Linked DNA regions of Mus musculus: region 1 is linked to region 2. A link is a contact called in public targeted proximity ligation data. All regions are on one chromosome and are shown on one strand. The core of a region is the stretch at or near the end of the contact, and the rest is flanking DNA. Distances in the headings are between cores, read along the strand shown. Region 1 holds the start of Fads3 (fatty acid desaturase 3). Region 2 holds the start of Syt7 (synaptotagmin VII).

Region 1 (5,810 bases), core at 2,923-5,422, 350 kb after region 2:
CCACAGAAGGTGAATGCCAGGGGGCTCAAATCTGCTGGGTTTTGGATTCTTTTAGGGCTGACAGTGCTTCAACCTAATCGGCACCATGGACTTCTGGGAAATTTCTCCCTTTCTGCATAAGCACACCAGTTGAGAACAGGGTTTCATTACTCATGGTAACCAGCCACCCAGGTGCCCATCACCGTTTCCTACAGTGAACCCAAATGAAAGCATTCTTACCCCTGTCACACTGGTGTGTGTGTGTGTGTGTGTGTAAGACAAGTTAGCTCCTTCCCTTGGTAACACAGAGAAAACCGCAGCATTTTGAGCTTTTGATAAGGGATCTCACATAGTCCAGGATGGCTTCAAATCCATGTGTAACTGAGGACGCTATGCAACTCTGCATGATCCTGCTTCCACTTCCCAGGTACTGCGCCATAATGCCGGGCTCAATGGGTTGTTTTGCTCCTTTGTTAAAACTTGAACCCAGGGCCTTGAGCCAGCTACTCTACTACTTAGCCATATCCTCAGCTTACGGAGCTAATTCTAATGTCCCCTACTAGTGTCCCTATTAGTATTCACATATCTCAGACCTTACACCCTGACTACATTCAAGCGTAACTAGAGCCAAGTTACACTGTTACTTGTTCTGAACTTTCTCCCCAAGGAGAGGGCAGGTCCCCATCTTGCTTACCTTAACTTGTTTACCTTACCTTAAAGCCTTTGCACTTCTAAAAGGTGATTTTATTTGCATGTGAATATGTGTGTGTTGGGGGGAATACGTCCGCATAAATGACAGTGCACACAGAGGTCAGAGATGGTGGCTTTCCTGAAGCCTGAGTTACAAGGGGTTGTGACCCACCCACCAGTTCCATAGGTGCTGGGAACGGAACTCAGATACTCTGTAAGAGCAGCACCTAACCTCCCAACCTCTGAGCCATTTCTCTAGCCCCAACGATCCTTTTATTTGAAGACAAAGTCCTATGTGTCCCAGGCTGGGCTCAACCTTGAGCTCGCCATCCTCTGTGTCTACCTCATAATTGCAGGGGTTACAAGTGGATGCCACCACAACCACATTTATGCAGCATTAGAGATGGAACCTAGGGCATCATGAACACTAGGCAAGCAGTCTACCAACTAAGTTCCAACCCGCCCTTTTGAGATCCTTTTAAACATACATCAGACCCCTTTGGTTTCCCTGCTCTGCCCTCCCGGGATCTCCTCCTTCTTTAGAATAAACCAAAGTCCTAAAAACAAAAATATCTGGTGAGCTTGGCATGTCTGCTTTCTGACTTCCCCTCCCTGTGGCTGCTCTCTAGCACAGCCATGCTCTGTTCCTTAGGTATGGGTGGCATGGTCCCACCTCCGAGCCTTGGCTCTAGCTGATGCATCTGTTGCACACTCCTTCCCTGAAAATGTTTTGTTCACAGCTGCATCTGCAGAGGCAGGGGGTGAGGAGCACACAGGAGATATTCATGGGTGGGTTCAGGGAGTCCCATTACTGAGGAACCAACGTGGGGCAGAGTGTGGCTGTGCATTCAAATCCCACACCTGCCACTGTTTCAAGTTTCACTGTTTCTTTGAATCTCTTTTCTCATCTGTAAAGTGGGATAACAGTAGTAAACTGCCTCGCTGGTTGGTATCCTGAGGATTAAGAAACAGTATCAATAGCAAGCATTGATTTAGAATCTAGCACATAGTAGGTGGTTGGTATGTGACTCTCACATATTTATGACCAGCAGGGGCTAGACCTCTCTGGCTGCCTCTTCTCATCTCAGGGTTGCCTGTGACTCTTAGACAAACCTGGCCCAGGGCCCAGAGTACTCTCCCTAGGGCACAGGCTCTGTATCCCAGGATGGCCACAAGCTGACTTCATGGCACAAGAACTCTGGGAATTTCCTGGCAGGAAAGCTTCTGTTGCCTGGACATGAGAACAGCTGATGGGTGGCTGGGCTGATGCAAGTGGGCAGCCACATCTCACCCCTAACCTGAGCTTCAGATTCTGGGATGGGATACCTGGCATCTAGACTTGACCACATGGGGCACTGGATTGGTTCAACTCCTAGTATTCCTTGTGGGTCCATCACTGACAAAGGCTAGGGCCTTCTGAACCTAGACCCCTCCCGGCCCTGAGACCTGAGTACACCAGGTATTTTTAGCAACTCTACCCCAACGTCTGGGGCCTATAGCAATCTTTTCCTATTACTGGCAGGGTCAGAGACAAGCTCTCCCAGAAAAGGCTTGGGAGTGCTATGACTGTCCCACTGCACTCTCCAGTCTGCATACATATAGTCTAAAGAGCAGCTACTGAACAAACATCTACAACACAGCAGCATGGTGGAGAAGGTGTGGTCTTGCCCTTGGCTGGCTTGCTATATAGCCTAGCTCTCCCCACCCGTCCAATGACAAAGCTAAGGTTCAGAGGAATTACCTCTGAGTGCCTTCAATGGCAGAGCTAGAACCCTACTACAAGATGTAGAGTGATGTTTTCTTTACAGACCTTACTGGCTGTGAATCAAAATGGTGGCTGGAGCAAAACCATTAGATGGAGGTCTCGGGGCACTGAGCTAAATATAAAGTTAGAAATCCCATGTAGGAGGGGCCTCCTGGCTGGCCCTGAGCAAGAAAAAGCAGTCAGTGCTCTCTGTTGTCCTCCTCTCCTGCCCAGCATTCTGTCCTACGCTACAACACGATCCTCACAGGACTGCCAGGGCTCAGTGGGAGGGGCTGTGGCACCTCATGCCCATCATGCTCTGGTAGAAAGAAGGAAGGCTCACACACACACACACACACACACACACACACACACACACTGGCCCACAGGTTGATGATTTTCAGGAATTGTCTCATTCTTATCCCTCTCAGTTGCCTGGAGTGAATCCGGGAGGAGAGGGACAATGACAGTCCTGGGACACAGAGAACCTCCTCTGCTGCCACCAAGTTCTTCCACTAGAGAATCATTCCCTCCAGTCTTAAAGACCTTCCGGGTACCCAATGTGACTAACCTACAATTTTGGATAGTCGAGGGCAGAGCACCATGGCCTCAACCTTTGTCCATGGAGTGGGACTGAAGGAGGAAGGGTCTGGGAAATTGCTTCACCACTGGGCTCTAGCCAGATAGTCCTTCAGGCCAGTTCCATCCCTTCTTGTCTAGACACGGACTGAGAATGGGAAGCCAGAGTCCCCAGGGGCTAGTCGGTGACTGGGGTGACTGTGCTTCCCGTGGAGGCCCACCCAGCCTGGCAAAGTCTTCCCACGTGTAGCTGCCAGCCCAGCAGAGGTGAGTCACTGGCCCTCAGAACAGTCTACACAAGTGCTGGATAAGCCACAGACCTCCAGGCCCTGCCCAAGCTCTGCTGCCCAGCCCCCAGTTTCTGATGGCACGTCCCTATCGCTAGGGACCCAGCCCTGCCCCAGGCTCTTGGAAGCACCAGAAAATAGTCTGTGACACTCAGAGCAGAAAAGAAACCCTCAGTACAACAGTGAGGGTACTTACCTGGGGCAGAATCTGCCCCTCACGGCACACCCACCTCTGGGGGCCCATTCTTCCCTGAGATCTATTTATTCCACAGACTGACCCAAACAGCCCATCCTCCGTGAAAGAAAGAGACCTCCTTCCCTCAGGCTCCATCTCAACTCTGGAGCCAGGGAAGGGGTCAAAGGTCAGAAAGAGCAAAAAGGATGCTAAGGTCCGCAGGTGGAATGAGACGCCAAGCCTATGAACAACGTCTCCCTCTCCACCGCTAGTGCCAGGCTCCACCCCGCCGGCTGTGGGTTAGCTTACCGTGGCGTCCTCCGCACCGTGGTGGCCGATGAGGCGGCTACCCCCTGGGTGCCGCTGTGCCCAGCGGCTGATGTCGTAGACACGGCGCTCGATGACCAGCCACTTGTCGCCTGGTAGGTCATGCTGGCGGATCTGCTCCCAGCGGAAGATGGGTAGGGGCGCCCCCAGCGGTGCGGGCCCCTCCCGCGGCCCGGGTCCCCCTCCGGGCTCCCCGACACCGCCCATTGCCGCTGTACACAAGTCCTCCGGACCCCGGTACGTGACCAAGGTCTAAGAGAGACACTGAGGGAGGCGAGGTGGCAATCAGGGGTCTTCCTCCGCCCGCCCCACCGGCCCCGCCCTGCCGCTGCGGCCGCCGTAAGAGCGTGCGCCTGCCCGGCTCTCCGCGCAGGGAACTTTTCCCTCCCTTATAACCGCGCTGACAGCGCTCGCCTCGCCCGCCCCTCGTCCCGGCCCCCGCGCTGGCCAGTCCCGCTCTCGCTCCAATCCAGGCGCGGCGCCTCCACATCTATTGGCTGCCCGGGGAGGGCGGTGTCGCGAAGGGGCTTGCCCCACCCTCGAGGGCCTGGGGCCACCACGCCCGGCACTGCCCCCGGGGCACTGCCCCCCCCCCCCCCCAGTTTCTCGGACTCTCGGCTCAACTGAGAAGGCGGGGGATGGGGACCCAGCGCGCACGGGAGTCCTGCAGGCCGCTGCGCCCAGGCACACCCGCAGGGGCCCGAAATGAGCCCAAGTCTGAGCCCTGAAAGGCTGAGAAATGTAGTTAGGGACGTCACCGGTCTTTAACCAGGCATCCCAGGTAGCTAGAAATGAGGACACTACCTTGGGGTGACTGTCAACAGCCACCAAACAATGGACCTCATCCCCCAGTAAACCCTCAATATCCACGCGAGGAAGCCATCTAAAGCAATCTGCAGGAGCAGATGGCCTCTCCTCCTGGCTGTACGCAGGATTGGGGATGCCCAGGTTGGCCACTGGAGGAGGAGCAGAGGACACTGCTGCGTGGAGGTCTGCCGTTCAGGAGATGAAAGAATGGTCCAGTCTGCAATGGGTGGCTTGCTTGTCACCACCTCCCAGTTCTCCCCATTCATGGTGTCACATTTTTGACTTATTAAATTCAAATCCTCTTGAGAGTGTAACTACGTTCCCAATTGTACGATGTTTCTTTGAGACAGACATCAGTTCCTTAAAAGTTAAAAGCTTTCACAACTGGCAAACTTGAAGGTCCATCAGAATTTCCTTGAGGGCTAGTTAAAACAGACTCCCGCACACCACCCTAGTGTGACTCAGGGCAGAAAGGTGAGGCAGACCTGTTTGTTGGGAGCAAATCTTTTCAGAACCTTAAAGTGTATTTTTTCCAATGTGCAAACATTTCCTCTTGGTCTACCTAAGGATTTGTAGGTGACCTGACCTCTAAGGCACCCCTGTGGATAACAAAACCAACCTGTGTTTCTTGCCTACAAAAAACCAGTATATGCATGTAACCTTCACATATCCCCTCATACACTTTAAGTCAGCTCTGAATTCTTAATAATGTCTAATGTGATGTAAATGCTCTATAAATAATTGTTCACTGCATTGTTTAGGGAACAATAAGACTAAAAAAGGCTGAAAGCATTCACTCCAGATGCAACTATTACAGGCCTAAATACACAGGACAAGGAGGAAAGCAGAGGCGAGCAATACTCTAAAGAATGTTGGTTAGATACCTGGGACCTGTGAGATGAGGAGAGGTGACATCAGGGGCAGCCTACGTACACACTGCCTCCATGGAGAGTGAGGAGGGTGTCACAGTCCAGTCTTACATTTGGGAAACTTCCAGAATTCTTTTCTGAACATGTCCAATCTACTCCTGTTCCATCTTAGGCTGCAGAACTCAGAGAGAAGGAAAATCCATGACGTGTATCACAGGCAGACCAGAGCTTGAAGAAAGGAGCCTCTTGGTTCTCTCTAGTTTGAGGAACTCTTGCTTTGCTTAGCCAGGACCAACGAGCCCAAGATATTGCCACAAACAGGAGCTGTTCAATCCCTTTCTATGAAGGCTCTT
Region 2 (5,009 bases), core at 2,264-4,763:
CCCAGGGAGTTGATAGTTGGTTTAGACAGTAATTACTTTGCCATGTCAAGGACGTGTGTGTGTGTGTGTGTGTGTGTGTGTGTGTGTCCTTCACCCCTAGGGGATGACCTGCCTGACAGAGTGTCTGCAGGGGACAGAATCCACTAACAGGTGGGACAAATGAAGGCTTCAGGCACTGCTGTCCAGTGGGACTAACAAAGTCCCAGAAGCCTCGTAACTGAGTAGGAAGCCCTGGGGACCTGACCTCTCTCTCCCAGCCCTTCTCTTTGGCCTTGCTCACTAGCTCACTGCAAGGTCACCTCTCCCTCCCTCCTCCTTCCCACTGCTGTCCTGCCTGTCCTGCCTGCCCACTGCAACGCTGACCCCTGCAGGCCTGCTGAGGCCCTGCCTAGCCTGGGACAGGCAGTCAGAGAGACTAAAGGAGGCAGACCAGGCCAGCGTTGGGATGCAGAAGATGAAGGTTGGGAGGGAGAGGATAGAGGAGGCTGCAGGTAGAGGGTGGGAGGCTGGGCAGCCTGGAGCAGGAGCTCATGGGTGTATATGGGAAAGACCAGGTCTTCATTCTCCACCTGGCTCCTGTTCTCTTCCACCACCTCTTCTTTATAATAACAGGAGTAACAACGCCTAGGGGCCAGGGATCAGGTGGAGAGAGAATAGCAGCTGTCAGGTAAAGTCTTGGTCTTAGGATGAGCCCAATGGGGACCTGCAGAGGGAGTGAGGGGAGAGAGAGAGCCCTCTGGCACTGGTTCAGGGCATAAGGAGCAGAAGAGGATATCTTCTTTTTTCTTGTTTTCTTTTTTGTAATGAAGCAATAATGGGCCACAGGTGTTCCTGAGAGGGGATGAAGAGATCAGGCTGTAAGAGGTACTGGTTCCTGTGGGACCAGAGGGGAGATGAGGGACTGGTCTGAGTCTCACTGGGAATTAATTTGCATATCTCACTCCTACCTGGTGCCAGGCAAAAGGGAGGGGGACATAGGGACAGCAGAGTCTGGGAGACCTCGAGTAAGTTGCTAGGAATGGGATTCTGACATGGAACTACAGGGATTCTAAGGAGTGGATGGTTATACTAAGGGGCACAGAAGGCCCCAGAGATGCCAGAGGATCGGGATTCAAACATACCCTACCCGATCCAACCTATTTTTGGTTCCACCAGTCCAATGCCCACACCAGAGAGAAAAAAAAACCTCACCAGCTTCCTTCACAGTCAGAAACACTCTCACCACAAGCATGGGTGGGCCCTGCAGTTTCAAGGGACAAGATGGGCAAGCAAGAAAGGGAAGGTCCAGGGGGCTGAAAGCCTGTCAGAAGCAGCTACGGAATCCAGGCCCTTTGCCCGAAAGATGCTGAGCACATCAAGTTGGTCTCTGTGGAGACGGCAGAGGTGCTTGGAGGAATAGTACATCATGATGCCAAAGTATTAGAAGGAGAGCAGTGGGTGGGTGAGGGCATGGCCCAGGGCCGGTGACCTAGTCGCAATGGAGACCGTCCCCACTGCACCCCCCCCCCCCACTCCTGAGCTGGGCTTTGAACTCAACTGACAAGAAGCAAGCAAGAGGATGCCCCTAGTTCTCCCTAGGGAGAAATGTCAGGCTAGGTGACCTGTTCAGATGAAAAGGCCCCTCAAAGGTAATGTCCCTTCAGCCCACACCTAGAGGACATTTAGAGAAGGGCGTGAAGCTCCAGAGGAGACTGAGTCTCAGAGCCCAGTGCTGACTGAATACAGTGTCTGGCCCCCAGGAGGTCAACCTCAGTGGACTTGGACTGCCCCTGGGAAGAAGACAGCAAGTGTGGATTGGGCATAAATGGGCAAAGCCAGTGTCCGAAAGCTTCCTGTGCAGAGCTTCAAGGACTTGAGTCCCCTACTGTGGAGGGTTTCGACTTGGCCTTCTTCACAGCACCTGCCTCCCCCAGAGACCCTTGTAGGGGAAACCCAGAGACTCTTGTAGGAGTAGGTCTTAGGCTGGAGCTTTTAGCCTTGGAGAGCAGCCCAGAAACAGACCCCGGAGGGCAGGAGGCGTGAACTAGCAGGAGTGGGGGTAGGGGGGTCCTGCTGGGTTTAGAGAAGTATCCCAGGTGGGAGCTGGAACTGAGCCTGGACAGGAGCTGAAGGAGACCTGTCTACAGGTGGGCACTGCGTGGGGGAGGCGGCAGGAGCCAAGGAGGAAATGGCAGAGCAATCTCCAGAGGAAGAAGGAGAGATTCCTGGCTTAGGCTCCAAGGATGCTAGATGGAAGCTAAGCCGACAGTGGGCTCGCAGGCCACTCCCTTTCAGAAAGGCAAAGGGGTGCGGCCCCCTTCCCCCCTTCCCTGGTAGGACTGGAGTGAGTTTGGTATTCTTTGCGTCCCCCCTCCCCAAGCTTAGGAGAACACTGCCCGCCGCCCCCATTGTCATCCACTGCTGCGCTTTCTCTTCAGGTACCCCTGCCTCCCCCTTCACCGCTCCTGCGGTTCCCCACCTCCCAGAAGCCTCTATCCCCCGCCGCTGCACCAGATTCCCACTTGCCCCCTGGAGCCCTCTCAATTCACAGTTGGCACCGCAGATGACACTCCGCTCCTCTGTGCCCACATCTTGGCCCAAAGCTGCCAGGATCTTCTTTGCCCTGAGGTCCCCCAACACTGACATCCCCGGGGCACTGGTGCTGGGGAGCAGGGGGTACCTCTGAGGGCACTGCCCGGCTCCCACGGGGACAGCAGCTCCTCGCTCCGCCACACACGTTGTCCTTGGGCTGCTGGGGGTGGGGGGGGAGGTCTTTGTGGGGACACTGCGAAGTCGGCCCCGGGCATCCAGCCTATCAATGTCCCGACTGCGGGGTTTGAATAAGAGTCTCTGCCACTAGAACCCACGCCCCCGGGGCACGGATGACCCTGGTAGAAAGGGGTGCAATTCGTGCGGCTCCAGCCGACAGCAGCCCCAGGCTGGGGCTCCGAGACGGCGCCCAGGCGCTGCAGCCGTCCTACCCGCCGGTGCGGGGCGCCCCAGCCCGTGCGGGGTGCCCCAGCCCTCGCGGGGCCGCGCTTACCTGGGCTGGCCGCCTCCGGGTCCCGGTACATGGTCCCCTTCGTCGCCGGCTCCCTCCGGGCTCCTCAGAGCCGCCTGCGGCCGCGCGCTTCTCTGCCGCCGCTGCAGGGCATGGGGCCGGGCGACCCCCGGGGGCGGGTCCGAGGGCGGGGGCCGCGCGGGCTGCACCGAGCCGCGGAGCCGGGGAGCGGGGGCCGCCCGCCAGCCCTCCGGGCCGCCCGCGGAGCACGCTGCCGCCGCCGCCGAGCCGCGCGGAGCCTCCTCCCTCTGGCCTGCGCGCCGCGTGTGCGCGCCGGAGCGTGTGTGAGTGTGTACGAGGCGATGTGTGTGTGTGTGTGTATGTGTGTATGTATGTGTGTGCGTGCGTGTGTGAGTGAGTGAGTGTGTGTGTATGTGTGTGTGTATGTGTGTGTGAGAGAGAGAGCGAGAGAGTGTGTGCGCGCCCGGGGCACCGCCGGCGCCGCCCGCCCGCCGTGGAGCGCCACGGCCACTGCCGCTGCTGCGCCCACTGTCGGCCGCGCGCTGCACTGCAGCCCTAGACTGGCCGCCGCCGCCCGGAGCCGCCCCGAGGGCACGGCCGCCGCCCCGCGCACCCCAGGCGCTCACTGGGCCCCGCCTGGAAGGACGGCAGAGCTCCACCGCTATGCTCGTCTAGTTTACGGAAGACGCGATCCATTCGGCCCGTGCACCACGGGTGGCGGTGGTGTCTCACGCCACAGGGTCGCCCAGCTGGCCACCTCCTCCGAGGTGCCCTCTGACTCCGCTCCGAAAGGCGTGGAGATCCACCCCAGATTTTCCGCTCGGTGGCTACTCGAGGGCGTTAGCTCGGGACAAGGAACAGCGGAGGGCCAGAGAAGAAGGGTTGGTGGGTATCAAAACCAGGAGTGGAGTATGTTGCCAGCGCTGGGCCTCGGTCTGACGGGCTTGTCTTTCCTAGAGCTGGCCAGCTGCAGGAACGAATAGGACTAGAATCTCCATCTTCCGTGGGGTACTAAGTATCAAGAACCTTCCCACTTATTCCAGCTCCAAGAGAGAAGAAAGCAACCGTTTAGCCCCTATTCATTCCTTTTCCGACCCCATTCTTCCGGTCCTTTCCCTTGACCCAGGGCACCCTTGATAAGAACGAAAACCCCCCTTCTCCTGTCAACCTTGAGAATATCTTGGTGTGCTCTCTGCCCCTGTATCTTTTCAACATTGTCCAAATAGGAAAGACTCTGTTTTTCTCTACACAATAGAGATTGTTTGATTCTGGGGCAGGGAGGAGACTTTTAAGACCCACGACTGAAACATGGGGATAAAATACCATGCCGCCTTGCACACGTCTACACAGGTACTCACTTCCCTGCCCCCAACACTCTCAAGCATACAAACTACCTAGGTCATGAAAAGCAATAGACCCCTCCTACGGTGCATGTCTTGCCATACCCTATACTGAAAAGGTTGAATGGCTAAGACAGCACAATCTTTGGGTTACAAATGTCAGCATTCCTCCTTCCATGCAGTTCACAAGTGAACCAGGCTTTTCAACATTGAAGGTTTCTGCTCCTCAAAAGCCACCTATCTGGCTTTATACTGTGTGTATGGCTCGTGCCCTGCCATACCTCCACCTCCCACACAGTACAGGCAGCCAGCACCCATGGGGATGAACCTTTGTTCCAAAAGTCGCTCATTGTGCTCGTGCACACACACATACAAAACACACACACCATTTCTTGGAACTCACATAGAAACACACACACACACACACATATTCACCTCCACCCACAGCTTTTCCGGTTGAGAAATAGATAAGGAAAATTCCCCAGCAAAACTTCTCTAAGACGGTTCTGGTGAAGAACATACTTCCTGGGATTGAAGAGTCTAATAAAACGGAAGTGGGGAAAAGGCACGTGGACAGTTGGGTCTGTATTTCCCCAGTGGCCAGAAATCTCAGCCCTCACTCTGTGATCAAGGACTGCTCTGTCCCCCATTCATCATGCACCCAAGAA

The links.
Region 1: a targeted proximity ligation map of pancreatic cancer cells shows a contact between it and region 2. A contact is called at or near these places in 2 of 39 promoter capture datasets (cranial neural crest and stem cell-derived epiblast-like cells) and 1 of 130 datasets of targeted methods (pancreatic cancer cells).

What each region holds. Positions count from the first base shown.
Region 1 is chr19:10,039,910-10,045,719 of GRCm38.p6, reverse strand. Fads3 (fatty acid desaturase 3) reads right to left here and starts at 4,172. Exons shown (of 12, transcript NM_021890.3): 1 at 3,764-4,172. The coding sequence starts at 3,988.
Region 2 is chr19:10,387,527-10,392,535 of GRCm38.p6, reverse strand. Syt7 (synaptotagmin VII) reads right to left here and starts at 3,513. Exons shown (of 12, transcript NM_001373944.1): 1 at 3,023-3,513. The coding sequence starts at 3,053.